Linked DNA regions of Zea mays: region 1 is linked to region 2. The links are chromatin contacts, called in public Hi-C maps. All regions are on one chromosome and are shown on one strand. Each heading gives the region's core, a stretch centred on a gene start, on an enhancer-like site or on the middle of the called end of the contact. The rest is flanking DNA. Distances are from core to core; before and after follow the strand shown.

Region 1 (2,700 bases), core at 66-2,565, 140 kb before region 2:
AATGACCTCAACACATCATGGTGCAAAGGAGTAATAGTCAGAAAACCATTGAGCAACAACCTCTATTGTTCTATTTTTCTTTAATTTCTACTAGCATACACACTTAAACAATAACACAAACATCTGCAGGCTGCACACGTCAACCGCCATAGACACGATCATCACATGGAAAATATGCAAGTAGGTGTCAAGTTTGGCTCCTTTCACCCAAATAGTCTTCATGTATACAAAAAGGTTGCTAACTAGATGCACTAGCAGGATGCAAATAAACTACTAATTGCGACACAACCACAGGTAAAGATTACTTATATTTACATGTTAAAAACTTAAAAGTAACAATATCAACATAGAATCATATCTTATTCCGGAAACCAATTCAACCTACCCAAGTTATTCATGAGCAAACACCTATGGAAATATATAAGACCAAATACATAAACTGCAACACTGAAGTCTAAAGCAACATATCTCCATGCAATATTTCAGCATTACGACAAGACACTAACACCACCATTGGGCTCTGTTCTCGCCTTTCCGTCATTCAATCAATTGATATTTACAAAATAATAAAATGCAATCATGGGCAAACAAAGTATGGGATACTCACCATGAGCACTGCGGTCATGGCGCGGCACATAACCCTCAATGGCATCGGAGGGCCCAACCCAGTCCTGCAGCAAGACCTCGCCAGCCCCGGCGACCTGCTTCTCCTTGATCTCCACCTTCCTTCCCCCGTCCTCCACCTTCCCATTCCCATCCAGTCCCTGGAACCCTAACCCGCTCCCGTCCCCTGCGGCGGCGCCCTCAACGAGCGCGACGACCGCGGCGAGGCGGTCGAGCGGGACCCCGTAGGGCCGGTCGTGCGGGAGCGAGGCGGCCAAGGCCTTGGAGGCGACGAGGCAGCGCTCGGAGCAGAACTTGCGCGCCTCCTCGAGGTCGTAGACGCGGTGCTCGCTGAGGGCGATGTGGAAGCGGGGCCCCGTGGCGGCGGCGGAGGAGGAGGAGAGAGGGTTGGGGCACGCGGGGTTGCCGCAGACGTCCGAGATGGTGCGCTCGGTGACGACGTCGTCGTAGTCGGCGCGGGAGAGGAGCGCGGAGGCGGCCGCGTGGATGAGGGCCTCGCTGGACACCGCGGCGCCGTCGAGGAGCGCCATCTGGACGCGGAGCACCGCCGAGGCGACCGTTCGCGGCGCCGCCGCCGCCGCGGCGGCCGGGGCCGGGGGGCTCATCTTCGGAAGGTTCGAGAAGGCGGCGACGGGGTTGGGCGTGCTGGGACTGGGAGAAGAAGCGTTCGCAATTGCAAATGAGTTCAAGCGAAGTGGCAGCAGCGAGCGACACGGGCTCGTGCTGGTAAAGGCGGTTCTAGCGTGCTTGGGTGGGTTTGTTTGTCAGACGGAAAAAAATCCATTTTACAATTAGTTTGACAACTCTATTTTTCAATGAAAAATAAAATAATTTTCTGGAAAATGAAAATCTCTTGAAAAACTAGAATTTCCAAACTAGCCCTTATTTTCTTCAATTATCTATAGTAAAAATTGTTTTTTTCTCTCTAATAACTACAAAACTTATATAGATTCTCTCCCACCTGTTCCCTCGGCGTTTTTCCCTTGTTATTGTATGTTTATTTTGGTCGAATCTTTGAAAAAATGTAAGAAATCACTCAAAAAATCTAATTTTATTGAACTCCACATGAGTAGATTTATATAGTAAACATATGATGTAGTATGCTTTAGTATAAATTTTTTGGTACTCCCTCCATTCTGATTTATAATTTATTTGATATTTTTGTGTTAAGTTTGACTGGCTCATTTTTCATTTTTTGATGAAAAAATAAAATAAATCAAAGCCTTAGATGATATCACGTAAAAATTAACGATAACTATAAATTTTCTTAATAATATGAGTCGGTTAAACTTGGGTAAAAAGCCCATGATACTCAGAGCCTGATTCTCTTCATAGCCAGAAAAGTAAGTAAAAAAAACTGAACCAAATATGTCCTGTGTCTTAGAAGATGAGTAAGGAGTTATGTCTTGATTTTATTTTTTTGTGATGGTAGAAAGAGGTACAACTGTTTTTTTCCCTTGTCTGCCCTGATGAGGCCCAAAATTTCATGGCTATGCTAACGGACTCAGGCCCATGTGCTTAAGTTGCACAATGATGGATTTTGCAAGGCCGAATCAAATTCAGAGCGCAGGACCATGTGGGCTGCCCCCACCCTGCAGGATCGCGGAATGAGTGGGTTTGATTTTGTCTCGGGCTGATTGTCTGTTCGTGGCTGCACGCTCGCTCGAGCCTGGCTGGTCGGATACGGACGTTTTGACAGTACGAGTGGATGCAGGCAATTAGTCTTCAAATGGCTTATTTTGCATCGTCTCATGCAGCCCACGCCTTCGACGTGCAGACTACCAAACATGCGCTCAAATAAAGTCAATGTATGCAGTGGTCCAAGACAAAACGATGCGGCCAACCAATCATATGGGTGACATCTCTTTGTATATCTAACAAAGACGATACGTCATTGTCATTCACTGATATTGAAAGGGAAATGTGCCCTTGGGCCATTTCTAAGTATTTTGGTGATTTAGTGTCCAACACAAGTGCCTAAGTGTTAAATGGTGGACAAAGTACAAATCATGTATAAAGGTATGTTTCTCAGACTTAGTACATTGTTTTATAGACTAATGTATTGTGTCTAAGTGC
Region 2 (2,700 bases), core at 135-2,634:
TGTATAAAACTCCATTATATATTAAAGATATTATATTCGTTTTTGTACCATTAGTCATCATATGTGTGAGACTTGATCCTAGCACACACTTGGTGAAGTTCGCGCCTGGGTTTGGACCCCTAAAACCCGGGTGTGACAAGCAGTGGTCTGGCAACACAGCCTATGGGGCGGCGGTGGTTTGCCGGTGGAGAAGAAGCTTGTGTGACGTGTATCGGACCTGGCTACCTCATTGCGCGGGAAAGGGGGAAAAGCACATCGAACCTGGCTACATCGCGGCGTGGAAAAAGAGAAAAAAATGAGCACGCTGCGTGAAGAGATCAGTACCAACTGCGTTTAGGGAGTTTGTATCCTGTTGCCAAACTTGGAGAGTAAATAGGGTTAGATAATAAGTAACTATATTAATAAGTCTATTTAGAGAACTATTAGAGAAACAATTTTTTTGTTCACTTATTAAATTTAAGATTTAGGAAATTGTTTAGACAACAATTGGAGTTGCTCTAACAACAGCCAACGTTCATGAGGCTCGCAGTCTAAACGTAAATTGTGGTATGTAGGCGAAAGAGCTTTTCTAGCGTATGGTTAAGGATTTCGAGTAACAGGTCACTTGTTCGACCCCCTCGCTGTGTCCCTACCGCTACCGAGTTGCATACTGCACGCTACCCTCCGTCTGGGCATGAGTGGGTAATGATGACAAGCTAGTAATCAGAGATATTGTTAGCGAGGACCATGTTTCCATCTCTTGCTCTCCGGCATACTCTTACGGCAGCAAGTAGGGTCGTTAGATCTGAAGCTAAATTACTGCTACTAAAACAAACTGAACCTGACGCTGGAATGGATGGATCTACGCGCTAAACCAGCAGCTAGCTGTTCAGGCAGGCGCAGAGCACTCAATTCACTACCACACCACTCCTCCCACCAGGCCGGCCTCTGAATTCACTGCGCCAAATTACCTGACAAAGACAGTTCCGAAGTCTCAGTGTGATGTCAACGAGCAAGAAGCGACGCCCGGCCGGCGGCGAAGCACAGGCACAGCACATCACAGGTGTGTGCAGTGCAGTGCAGGGCACAGCGCTCGGTCTGCACTACTGCAGGTTTGTATAATTAGACAAGACAAGATTCGTGTACGTTAATTAGCAGCTGGTCATGGCTACAGGCCCAATCGGATGGCGTGCATGTTCGTCCAGATGACAACACACCGCTGGCCATGTTGCTAGGTGCCTTCTTCCTCCTCCCTACCTCTAGCTACGCACGCAGTATACCTAATTAAGTAGCCACTGTACGTTCTTCACCAGTTCACTCTGCACATGGATGCCTGGATCGATCGATCGATCTGTATATATAATAGAAGGTTCCTCGATCTTCTTTTCCTTGCCACTCCACCGAGCAAGCTACTAGCTGCTGGCTGCTTCCTTCTGTCAGTGTACAGTAGCCGGCTTGCGAGCTGTGGGCCGGCCGGTGGCGGTGCTCTCCCGTCTCTATCCTATCCATCATAGAATAGAATAGATAGATAGATAGGCTACTCAGTGCCACTCGATCAGTAGTGGTAGCAGCTGGCGGCTGGCCTGGGACGACGATGAGCGCCAAGACCAGAGCTGGGGCCGCCCATGTACGCCGGCAGCTCGTCGCGGCCGTGGCGGTGACGGTGGCATGCTTCTACTCCTCGGAGGCGACGCAGCTGCAGGTGGGGTACTACAACGGCAGCTGCCCGGCCGCCGAGAGCCTCATCGAGACCATCGTCCACGCCGCCGTCCGCAAGGACGCCGGCAACGGGCCGGGCCTGATCCGGCTCTTCTTCCACGACTGCTTCGTCAGGGTACGTAGGATTATTCGATGCCCAGCCCCAGCCCAATCGGACAATGCAATAATGCAACTGAGCTCCTTGACAGGGATGCGACGCGTCGGTGCTGCTGGACGACCCGACGGGCAGCCCGGGGAACAGGACGGTGGAGAAGACGTCCCCGCCCAACTTCCCTAGCCTGCGCGGGTTCAGCGTGATCAGCCGCGCGAAGCGCGTGGTGGAGCGGCGGTGCCCCGGGACGGTGTCGTGCGCGGACATCGTGGCGTTCGCGGCGCGCGACGCGGCGCGCATCATGGGCGGCATCCGGTTCGCGATGCCGTCGGGGCGGCTGGACGGGCGCGTGTCGAACGCGTCGGAGGCCACGGCCAACCTGCCGCCGGCGTCCTTCAACCTGACGCAGCTCCTGGGCCGCTTCGCGTCCAAGAACCTGAGCGCCGACGACCTGGTGACGCTGTCGGGGGCGCACTCCATCGGGCGCTCCCACTGCTCGTCCTTCGCGCCCGCCAGGCTGTACCCGCAGCTGGACCCGGCGATGAACGCCACGCTGGGGGCGCGGCTCAGGGCGCGGTGCCCCGCCGGCGGCGGCGGGCGGCGCGACCGCGTCGTCGACCTCGACTTCGCCACGCCGCTGCAGCTGGACAACCAGTACTACCGCAACGTGGTGACGCACGAGGCCGTGTTCTCGTCGGACCAGGCGCTCGCGGGGCGCAACGACACGGCCGCGCTCGTGGCGCTGTACGCCGCCAACCGCACGCTCTGGTCGCAGCGATTCGCCGCCGCCATGGTGAAGATGGGCAGCATCGAGGTGCTCACCGGGCCGCCCGGGGAGGTCAGGCTCAAGTGCAACAAGGTCAACTGATCGGGGGGATTGGAGTTAGGTGAGGGTCAGCTGCCTGTACTAC

The links. Hi-C and Micro-C count contacts between places; a contact is called where the count stands out from the background.
Region 1: a Hi-C map of ear shows a contact between it and region 2, with 2.5 times the contacts expected there. The contact joins the promoter of LOC100217208 here to the promoter of LOC100194008 in region 2. A contact is called at or near these places in 2 of 25 Hi-C or Micro-C datasets (ear and leaf).

What each region holds. Positions count from the first base shown.
Region 1 is chr8:133,505,560-133,508,259 of Zm-B73-REFERENCE-NAM-5.0, reverse strand. It overlaps LOC100217208, which reads right to left and starts at 1,315. Exons shown (of 6, transcript NM_001360086.1): 1 at 608-1,315. The coding sequence starts at 1,229.
Region 2 is chr8:133,367,267-133,369,966 of Zm-B73-REFERENCE-NAM-5.0, reverse strand. It overlaps LOC100194008 (Peroxidase 64), which reads left to right and starts at 1,384. Exons shown (of 2, transcript NM_001139072.1): 1 at 1,384-1,813; 2 at 1,887-2,700. The coding sequence starts at 1,574. The coding sequence ends at 2,657.